Linked DNA regions of Triticum aestivum: region 1 is linked to region 2. The links are chromatin contacts, called in public Hi-C maps. All regions are on one chromosome and are shown on one strand. The core of a region is the stretch at or near the end of the contact, and the rest is flanking DNA. Distances in the headings are between cores, read along the strand shown.

The links. Hi-C and Micro-C count contacts between places; a contact is called where the count stands out from the background.
Region 1: a Hi-C map of leaf shows a contact between it and region 2, with 2.4 times the contacts expected there. The contact joins the promoter of LOC123150138 here to the promoter of LOC123150961 in region 2. A contact is called at or near these places in 2 of 5 Hi-C or Micro-C datasets (both in leaf).

Annotation. Positions count from the first base shown.
Region 1 is chr7A:101,588,517-101,594,379 of IWGSC CS RefSeq v2.1, forward strand. LOC123150138 (deSI-like protein At4g17486) reads right to left here and starts at 2,913. Exons shown (of 1, transcript XM_044569938.1): 1 at 1,728-2,913. The coding sequence starts at 2,746. The coding sequence ends at 1,982.
Region 2 is chr7A:101,295,786-101,301,577 of IWGSC CS RefSeq v2.1, forward strand. LOC123150961 (probable E3 ubiquitin-protein ligase XBOS35) reads right to left here and starts at 1,894. Exons shown (of 11, transcript XM_044570761.1): 1 at 1,376-1,894; 2 at 139-344; 3 at 1-22. The coding sequence starts at 333.

The sequences.
Region 1 (5,863 bases), core at 1,663-4,162, 290 kb after region 2:
TTTTGCTTGGCCCTGCATAGCACACATGCTTGGATCCAAATACTAAAAAGACTAAAATCAAGTTAATGAGCATTTATTATCCTCCAAACCCTTCAATCTAGAACTCGCATGTGTTAAAGGAGATGAGTTAAATGAGGAGAGAAAGGATTAATCCACATTTTAGTAGGGGTACCCTTGACTAAAACATTTTAGTCTTAAGACTAGTTTTAGCCTCTCTTAGGTGCTTGGAACTTTAGTCTCTTAAAGAGACTATTTTTAGTCAGACTAAAATAAGTCCTTTGGATTCAAGCACCCTCTAAGTTAATACCCATTATGAAGGTAGTAATATTGCCTAGGGATATGTGTATTTTACTTAGTGTATGTTACTCTCCAATGTGGCTAGTCTGAAAGGAAGATCGATGCCCCGTATACATTGGCTGCATACAGTTGTCGAGGTGGCCATGGCCATCCCTGGGCTTACATGAAAATGACACCATTTTCTCTTTCATGTAGGTTAGGTCCGCGCCATATAAAACAGGCCCGAAGTCAAGTACAGCATAGTCGGGCACACGTCGTTGGCTCCCGGCAACCTCCGGGGACCGGAGAGGACGCGGTCGGTCGCGGCCGGTCGTGCCAGGCAGCGGCGAATTATTTGCGCAGGCGGCGTGTGCACCAGCGCACAGCACAGCACCGCACAGCGCAGCGCAGCCGGTGGTGTGCGTGGGTGCAGTGCAAGTGCAACAACCCCACCCGCCAAGAAAAGGCCCTGTGCCATGGGGGGCACGTCGCGTGGACGAATGATTCCGGCCGCACCCGACCCTCCAGCGCCCCAATGAAATTCATTGATACGATTCCGTTCCAGCGGCCGGCAAGGGGACAAGCCGGGGAAAAGGCACCGCGTACGACGCCCATACCCTATTGCCGTAGTAGCTCTCGTCCCTCGACGACGACCTACTAGACGGCGAGCACAGCACAGCGATCGTGCTTCTCTCCTGTAGCCGGTCGAAAGGCGCCGCTGCGGCATCACATCCCGTGCACCGAACCCAACCCGGCCGGGGTCCAGCGAGGCGAGGCGATCGCCCGCCGAAGGATCGATAGTGGCCCGTCCATCCTGATCGCTGATCGCTGATCGGACGGGTCAAGGCCAATGTGGTGCACTGTGCTGCGTGGCGGTGTCCTCCACAAATGCGAACCCTCCTCCCGTCGGTGCCCAATTCTGACCCCGCGCCGCCGTCTTCGCCACCGGCATGGACACACCGGTCGCCGGTCAACGGCGAGGCGCGCTGGACACGCAACCGGCGAGCTCCCCAAGATTTCTGTCGAAGCGAGCTCGCCTTTCACGCGACAAGTCACGTTAAAATTATCCCGCCCTCCGCATTTCCAGATAGGCACGGAGGCCGGACGCAATCATGCAAGAAACAACAACACGAGGACTAATCTAATCGTGTCCCATGACAACGGCAGTGATGACAGGTCCACTGTCCAGACACGGGGAATTCTTTGCATCAGCAAAAGCATATCGGCCGATCGGTGCATAGCCTGTGTGTAGCTTTTATCTATAGTTGAAAATCCAAACAAGGCTTCAGCTCCATGGTTGTTTACTCCAAAGAACGGGCGAAAGGAGGAGCGAATATATTCCCATTGGACGGCTCGCCGGATAGAATTGCATCCATGCCACACAACAAAAACAATTGCATGATAGGCGTCGTTAACCGCAACGTAAATGCAGCGCGTAACAGCGACCCAAATTAGTAATCATTAATGGCGATTTGGCAGCGGACACAGCCAGCCAGGTGTGTCTAGGTAGTAAAGCCAGACAAAATCGGGAATTAATAGCCTAATGAACTGCAGTTACTACTGCTAATCATGGTGACAGTGCAGCACTAGCAGAGCACAAATCTTAATCTCGAAGAGTACAGTACTATGGACAAAATTCAGGTAACTGTCGAAGGAAAAAAAATGGATGGTGTGAGCTGTAAACGAAAAAGGAGTAATGGCGCCGTTACATGGAGGCCAACGGCGTCGGTGCCGGCGTCGTCAACGTCAGGGCGGGCCCCACCGGCGGGGTCTGGAGCGGGCGGGGCGTGACGTTCTTGCCGCCGCCGACGGAGAGGGAGCGGAAGAAGGTCCTGGGCCGCGGCGGGGCGGCGGGCTGGCGCGCGGAGCGGCTCTTGACGGGGGCGGGCAGCTGCGGCTCCCCCTTGCGGCGCACCTGGTGCCTGCTGCTGCTGGGGATGACGCAGGTGAAGACGACCCCGATCTTGGCGAGGCGGTTGACCCAGCGCGGGATGCGGGCGCGGGCGACGAGGCGGCGGCACGCGGCGTCGCAGAAGTGGTTGCAGTTGCGGGAGACGAGGTTGTAGGCGTCGCCCGGGAAGTCGGCGGCGAGGTCGGCCATGAGGGCGCGCACCTCGGCGCGGGTCAGCGCCGTGGTGCCCACCAGCACCGCCTCCCGGAACGCGTAGCCGGGGCACCGCCGCGGGGGCACCTCGAAGATGCCGCTCCCGGCGCCCTCGTGCGCGCCGTACGCGTACTCCACCCCGTGGACCTGCACGCCCGAGTGGTACACGCCGAGCCCCAGCCACCGCGCGTACCCGTTGGCCGGGGTCACGTCGTACACGTTGAGGAAGACCGGGGACGACGACGGCGCCGCGGCGGCCTGGCGCGGGGCGGGCCGGGGCGTGGAGGTGGACGCGGAGGACCCGGCCGAGGTGGAGGTGGAGGAAGAAGACGAGGCGGAGGCGGAGGCGGAGGCGGCGGCGGCCATTCCCTCGGCCCGCGCCGCGTCGGCGGAGAGAGGGAGGGGAGAGAGAGACGCAGACACCCCCGCACGGCACCGTGGTCGCCGCGCGGCGTTCCGGGCGCTGCGCGTTTTTATGTGGGTTTCTTTAGCAGATTGTCGCGCGGCTGTGTCTGATGCTGATCGCTTTTTCGTGGCATCGCATTGGGGCGCTTTGGCTTTGGCTTTGGCAGGCTGGCGTGTCCATGATGCAGCGCCGCAATAGAGGATGCGAGCCGCCAAGATTCGTGCTGGGCTTTGCCTGCCCATGAACGACTTTTTGTTTTACTGGTAAAATCTTATTTTGGTCATTGCCATTGGTTTAATATAATTTCCGAATGCGGGATAAATTACAGCTCCCACTTGAACATCGCTTAAGAGCAACTCCAAAGGGTCGACTCATTTCATCCGCCTGCGCCCGTTTGGGTCGGCGCGGACAAAAATGACGGCTCAACGCGCGACCCAAACCCAAATCACATCCGCGTCATGTCCGCGCCGACGCATTTGCGGTCCAAATTTGCGCCCCAAATGCGTCGGCGCGGACGCCGAACGGACGCTTCGCGCGCCTTCCTGTTGTCCGCCGTGTTCCCACATGGCGGCCGTCCAACTACCCGTTGTCCACGCTGTCAGCTTAATTTATGACGACGGGCCCACATGTCAGCGATGACGCTCGTCCTTTTTAAGCCGTCCGTGCGGCGGGGCCGTCCTTGTCCAAACTCGCCGTCCACATCTGCCATCCTTTGCTCCCTCGTCGCCGGCAAACCCTAGCCACCACAACCACAACAGAGATGGGCCTCTTCTCTGGCGCCAGCGGCAGCAAGGCCAAGGGCAAGTCCCCCGCCACCCCTTTCCTCCTGCCTCCGCCGGCGCCGGCGCCTCGCCGACGGAGGCATCGCGTGAACGTGTCAGTGGACCAGGCGGAGTGGCACTGGCAGCACCGCCAGCCTCTGCCGTATCCCGACGTGACGCTGCCGCACGACTGGCATCTGGATCTAGAGAGGATCCCAGTGCCGGCGGCGCCGCGGGTGGCTCGTGCTCACGCGGAGGAGGTGCGGCGCCGGCGGGCGCTACTGACACTGGAGCAGCGCCGCGAGGCCGCCTACGCAACCGACTCGCCCAACTGGGCGACGTGGTTCGCCTTCGAGCACGAGGAGGCGAGGCGACGGGGCGTGCGCGAGGTCGAACGGAGGTCGCCGCCACCGGCACTTGTCGTCCGCGACGAGCACCAGGCGGCGGAGGACGCATACCAGGCGACACTTGCGTCCGTCTTCCGGGAGAGCGAGGAGGACGAGCGGCGCAGGGCGGAGGCGGCGGAGGCGGAAAAAGAGGCTCGGTACGAGGCGACAATGGCGCATGCCCTTGTCCTCTCCGTGGCGGGCGACAGCGTGGTGCCGCCGGTGGGCCCGCCGTCCTCCATCAAGCCGGAGGCGTAGCCCGAGCCGTCCCCCATCGAGCGCTACTCCTGGACGGGAGTAGTGCGCGAATGGGTACACACGCCGCCGGTCTAGATGGGAGCGACGCCGGCGCAGGAGCAGGCGTACCTCGAGCACTGGCGCAGCATCACAGTGGCCGAGGAGCGCCGCGATGGCGAGTACCTCGAGATGCTCGAGCGCGACCTCAAGGAGGAGCGGCGCGAGGCCGAGGAGGAGGCGCGCCAGGCCGCGGCTGCACAAACGGCCGCACAACCCCCCGTGTCGGCACTGCCCGACATGACGGCGCTCTGGAATACGGCGTTCGCCTGGGCCGGGCCCGCGCCAACGCTCATCGACCTCACGGACCCCGAGGACGACGACGAGGACGCCTAGGGCAGCGCGCCGCCTCGTAATTTAGGTTGTTTTCTTAATGCAAATGTGGACGCATGGACTCTCGCCGGCCTTCGTGGCCGGCTTTAATGTTTAATTAATGCCGTTTTTCTTTTTTAATATGCATGCGTTCATTTTCTTTTGCATCGTCAAAAATGGATTCAGGTCAGCGTTGGGCGCACGCGCCGGCCCAAATGCGGAAGCGGACATCCGTGTCCGTCTAGCCGACCCAAACGGACAAAAAACGGACGAAATCGTCATTCGTTTGGGTCGGCCCGTTGGAGTTGCTCTTAAATGGCACCATGCGGCATTTTTTCGTGTTTTGACCCTTTTTTGAAACCTATTCAAGATTTGACCCTAGTTTGAAAAAAAATTGAGATCTAACCCTTTTGCTACAGCCAGAGTCATGGCGGTAGGGTCTAACAGCCGGGACTTTGGCGGAAATATCGCTACCGTCAACCGGGCTGGCGGTAGCCTGCACAACCCTATCGCCAAGGTGCTTGGCAGTAGGCACGAGCATGCACTGTATTCAATATTTAGGAGGTTTTTGGCGATAGGGCATGCAACCCTACCGTCAGGGACCTTGGCGGTAGGCTGTTATACTCTACCGCCATGGTCCCTGGCGGTAGCAAAACGGTCAGATTTAAAAAAAATTAAACTAAGATCAAATCTCAAATAGGTTTTAGAAAAAGATCAAAACACGAAATTTAGCCGCACCATGCACCATCAACTCAATTCCTGTCCATTCAAAAAGAAGGAAAACTCTCAATGCCGACCAAATGATGGTTCTGACCAGACTTTGCAATTTTGTAATCAGCATGAGTACATGACAACCACGTCGTCTCTTTCCACCAAAGATTCTGGACCTCCATTATCTTCTCGCTCGGTCACTTGGATTTCCATGCGTTAGGGCCTAGGATACTGTCAGATGTGCGCCCCTGATGAGTACTGTTGGGTGTTGGCCTCACGATCAAGCGTCGTGTGCTCTCTGCGCGTCAAAACCTAGTCACGACACTGAGAGTTCTTGCCTGGTGGGCGAAGGGGGACGGGGGAGGCACAATGAGAATTTGTCGCTGAAAACATGCTGACCCTACAAAAGCAGCCCGACCGTAGAAATGATGGCTCGAACTACAATGCAGCAATAGCTGGGAAACAAAAAGCAGGAAATAAACTTTAAAAAAGCAGAAAAATATAAATTTGCCTGTGATATCATGACCGTTGTTGTGAGATTTCGGTCACCTCGTGTGTACTTAATTGGCAGTCTGCGCCTGGACGATCATTATACATCGGGCAGGGACAAGCT
Region 2 (5,792 bases), core at 644-3,143:
ATTCTATTAGCAGGGAAACAATCTACCAGGAAGATGAAATTACTTATCAATTGATAACGAACACACATACATTAACTAACAAAAGTAGCTAAAAATAATTGTAAACTGGTAACGAAAGAGATGTGTGGAGTGAATCACCTCGTGGTGGCCCTTTGCCGCCGAGTAATGGAGGGGTGTGTTCCGGATACCGAATGTCGAGTATCGTGCAAGCCGGGGGTTAAGCTCCAATAGGGCCCTAGCCTCCTGGATGTCTCCATCCCTCGCGGCAGAGACAAGCCGCTCACCGGTAGCTGAGCAGCCGAATGAGTCACCCATCATACCTAGGAGTCCCATGGTGCTTCTACCTATCAATGCACAATCTTAGTACCACTTAGTAAGGACTCGCCATATATTGAGTTTAATCACTTGAGCACGCTATGAGGTCATACAATTCTGAAGCCAAGCGTATGAGTGTACCAAGAATGGAAAGCTGGCCTGTATGTAGAGTAAATTGCCCCCAAATTGATATGGTAGGGGAATTCAACCACATGGACACTCTACAGGGAACTGATTCAGGAAAAGGGGAAACTAAGCCACCTGTCCACTTTGAGAAGCACCAAAATGGCATAGCATAACCCCAGACATTTGTACACTAATCTAGTGAAGGATCCACATTAAGGGGCTCAATAAGTTAGTAACTGGATCACTAGGTCACCCCTATAAGAAGACAATGGGCATAAATGGCAGCAATGTTGGCTCACTTTCTGAAAGAAACACCTCAAATTGACACAATAAGCAGGAAACCTAAACCGAGGTGGCATCTCTCTGCAAGAAAGTAGCCTCAGATGATCCAACACGGTAGTACTACTCTGACCAACTGGGCGCACCACATGGATTAAAGAGTACAAACAGCATCTTCCTTTAGGAACCTACCGCAAATTGACTCAACACTCAAAAGAGCTGGAATAAAACCAAGGGCGCCATCTTTACACAAGACAATATCCACAATTGAACCAAGAAACGGTGGGTAAAACGCCCTCTATCTTACTACAATTATTGTTAGTTTCCTAGTAATTAATATTCGAGTTGTTGGCAGACACAGTAATAATGGCGCAAACAGTACTAGGAGGAACGGGTCGCTGTCCCCTGTCCTTCTCAGGGACAACGGGTTCATTGCTCCAAGGAGGATAACCACCCGCATCGGCATTGAGCTCACGGATTGACTTTTGCGCGCGAGGAAGAAGAGAAAGAACAGAGAGGGGGATAAGAACTGGAGCGCATTGCATCATTTTGACATTTTCTATACAACAAAAAGAAATGACAGGCCCGGAACAATTCCGCGACTACGACACCGGATCAGGGATTCACAAAATATACGGAAACATTGCACACATACCTCCGGAAGACCAGATCTTTCGGCTACAAGAAATGGATGCGCGAGTAATGGGGATCAGCCCAGCGCATCTCCCCTCACCGACCGCCCCTGGAAAGGGGATCTTCAGGCGGCGGGCACCCGGCCGGGAAGAAGAAGCTCCTCCTCCACCTTGCCGTCACCACCAACACATCGAGAGACGCAACTCAGGGACAAGACGGAAGCCGGCAGATGGAAGCCACCACCACCGCCGGCGCCGCGGGATCAGGAAGTAACTGCAAATGGCTTGGGGCTGGGAAGAACGGAGGAACAAGGGAGGTGGGAGACAGGACAAGGATGGGGAGGGGGGCCTGCAGTGGAGAGCACGAGGAGCTGGAGGGTGTGCCACATGGAACGGGGTTGAATTGGCTCTCGCGAATTATTATTGTGATTTTTCCGGCTAGCTGCCGGCGGGGAGGCGTGGGATTGCTCCTGTGGCTGTGACAGATGTTCCTTGGTGATGTCGGGAACCTGCACTGACGCTTTCTTCCTTTCGTTTTCTGCTATTTGCAGGACAGTGACATGGAGCTAGGGTGAGGAAGCGGCCTTGGTTCGACAGAGAAGAAGTGTGTGGATATCCTGAAAGTGCATCTCGTCTTGCTTTACATATAAAGTAAATCATGATGTCCAGGTATCAAAATCCAATGTAAAAAAAATATAGCACCTGTAACGTTATTCTTACTCGTAACCATTACAAATACACTGAATTGGACCTAAGATTCAAGAAAATACAAAATAACTCCTATGACTAAGAATTACAATGAAATTTCTTGAAAACACCTTCTTTGCGGTATCAACCTCTGCTCGAAGAAATACTCCAAAGACTTCGGTAAATATGCTGCAATTGGACTGGAGCAACGATGTTGTCACTCTTTCACCCGCACAAACATTACCAATAATGGTTTTTGAAAGCACCTTGAGTCGCTCATCCAAAAAGATGGGAAGCCTCGATTGATGAACGTACTTGGGCCAGGGATGATCCCCTAGAAGTGTAGGCCGCCGAATCACTATATCTTCGCCATGGTGTCGATGAAAGATTTCACCTCCACAAATAACCAGACCAACCAAAAAAACTCAAACGACAACATAAACTCATCAGATCCGAATAAATCAGATCTGCGAGGACAGAAAACTCTCTAACCTCATGGCACCGCCAGAAGAACGAGAGAAAAATTATTCTCACTATGATGACCACTAGACATTGACGAAGAATATAGAGGTTTTGAAGATCCGAGGTCCCCCCAGCTCTCAGAACCAAGATGGCGGCCGGAGGCGAGGGGACCTAAATTTCTCAGATGGTGGCGGTGGCAGCACGAGAGACCCTCCTATCTACGACTCTCCCCCAAATCAGCTTATCGTGTGACAAAAAAACAGTCAGTTAGGACAACAACATAGCAAATGCCCAGAAAGATTACCTTATTTTATTATAATTTTATACTTAGCACATATACGAAAAAGCGTTTATCAACCTCATTTGATGTGATCTTATGCATTAAACATGTTACTGGCGGTAGTGAAGACCACCCCACCGATGAAGTTTGAAAGGTTGCTCGTACGGATGAGGATGAGCGAGAAGCGACATGGATGACACCTCAAGGGAGAGGTCACCGCCACCACTATCTGCTCCCATCCGTCTATAGAGGGAACGGACGTTGGGGATGCCCTTTTGGGCACTGGTAGGTCTCTCGGATAGCAAGGACGGGAGCAAACAAGAGGTGAGCATGCAATCCTCACCTAATGCAGGGTCATCGGGTGCAGGAGCTCGAGGCAAACTTAAGCATGAGAGCGTCGACTGACATTTGTTCAGGGGGGGGGGATGAGGAACATGGCTACTTCCTTGAGGCGGTGCCATTGGCCGCGTGGAGGGTCACATTGGTGTGGCGGTATGGGAGAGCTCGACGGAGCCCTTGTTGAGCAATGCTAGCGCAATTGGGGTTGGGGATCCTCTCCATGTGTTTAGGTGATGAGGACATCCCTACTACAGTTACATCCTCAGCCCTGCGACCACGCCAATTCAAGTTTTTGAAAAATAAATATCAATGACTAGACCTCGCACACACCAACTAAAATAGCAGCTACTTCATTTCTATGAAACATGGCCAACTAAAATAAGAGGTACTTCATTTCTATGAACATGACTTTTGGTTGTGCACGACCTATGTTGTGGTGACCCCTTCTCACTAGTGGTGATCTTACCACACATTACACTACATATGCAGTACGAGAAAAAAAATCATTTGAGTCCTAGCTTGCAGTCAAATGGTAGTCCATCCTAATTGCTAACAAATTGCAGTACAAATTAACAATCATATGGCAATAGGGGAAGTTCATTGATGACAAACTAGGGGGAAGTCCATCCTCGTCTTCTTCTTTTGCTGCTTCTACCTCTGTTGTTATTTTCTTCTTCTTCAGATCCTTGGGTTACCTTTGTTTGCCCACATTGCCTCAGCCCATTCCAACCCTTTTCTCTTCCAAGCTTAATTGTCATGTGCCTCCACACCATGGCCGAAGTCATCAACATCAGCAACCGTCACATCTTCCTCCTCTGGCACAAGCTCATCACAAACACATTCTAGGATCCAGTTATGGAGAATGCAACATGCAAGAACAAGCCTAACTTGGGCGAGGAAAGGGTGGAATGCTTTCTGATCAAGGATCTTAAAAATATTCCTCAGGGTTCCAAATGCCCTCTCAACCGTAACTTCAAATGCCCTCTACATGTTGTAGTCACATATCATGCGTGCCACCATCGTTGTTTCCCCACTCTAGTTTTTGCAACAATGATTAAGGTTTTCCCCATAACACGACATAAGGCTTTAGGGTTCTCCGTTACTCCATGTTGCAATGATCGGTGAAGGAGGGAGATAAGCACCATAACTACAAACCTCCGACAGCCCATTGTGACACCAATAATAATTCCCTCAAACCCACAAGTTGCTAATGTTGAGTGAGGCCTATTCATAACACCATGAGAAAATCAACACAAGACATATAAAGAAGATGGTTAGATCGCTCATAGGTATTAAGTTCTAGTCATGCATGCAAGGGTTCATCCAAATCATCAAGAATTAATACAACTACTCAAAAATGTAAAATGATAACATAGAGGAGAAGGATGATACAAGCCGACACCATGTCGGTGAAGAAGAGGAGTATGGCGGGGCTGGTGGAGATGGTGGTAATGGAGACGACACCGATGGCAATGACGGTGATGGAGATGGTGAAGGAAATATGCCCTAGAGGCAATAATAAAGTTATTATTTATTTCCTTATATCATGATAAATGTTTATTATTCATGCTAGAATTGTATTAACCGGAAACATAGTACATGTGTGAATACATAGACAAACAGAGTGTCACTAGTATGCCTCTACTTGACTAGCTCGTTAATCAAAGATGGTTATGTTTCCTAACCATGAACAATGAGTTGTTATTTGATTAACGGGATCACATCATTAAGTGAATGATCTGATTAACATGACCCATTCCATTAGCTTAGCACCCGATCGTTTAGTATGTTGCTATTGCTTTCTTCATGACTTATACATGTTCCTATGACTATGAGATTATGCAACTCCCGTTTGCCGGAGGAACACTTTGTGTGCTACCAAACGTCACAACGTAACTGGGTGATTATAAAGGAGCTCTACAGGTGTCTCCAAAGGTACATGTTGGGTTGGCGTATTTCGAGATTAGGATTTGTCACTCCGATGTCGAGAGGTATCTCTGGGCCCTCTCGGTAATGCACATCACTTAAGCCTTGCAAGCATTGCAACTAATGAGTTAGTTGCGGGATGATGTATTACAGAACGAGTAAAGAGACTTGCCGGTAACGAGATTGAACTAGGTATTGGAATACCGACGATCGAATCTCGGGCAAGTAACATACCGATGACAAAGGGAACAACGTATGTTGTTATGCGGTCTGACCGATAAAGATCTTCGTAGAATATGTAGGAGCCAATATGGGCATCCAGGTCCCGCTATTGGTTATTGACCGGAGACGTGTCTCGGTCATGTCTACATTGTTCTCGAACCCGTAGGGTCCGCACGCTTAAGGTTTCGATGACAGTTATATTATGAGTTTATGAGTTTTGATGTACCGAAGGAGTTCGGAGTCCCGGATGAGATCGGGGACATGACGAGGAGTCTCGAAATGGTCGAGACGTAAAGATTGATATATTGGACGACTATATTCGGACATCGGAAAGGTTCCGAGTGATTCGGGTATTTTTCGGAGTACCGGGTAGTTACGGGAGAAGCAATGGGCCTTGATGGGCTTTAGTGGGAAGAGGAGAAAGGGCCAAGGGGCTGCTGCGCCCCCCCTCCCCTCTAGTCCGAATTGGACTAGGGAAAAGGGGGCCGGCCACCTCTCCTTCTCCTCCACTTCCTTCTCCCTTC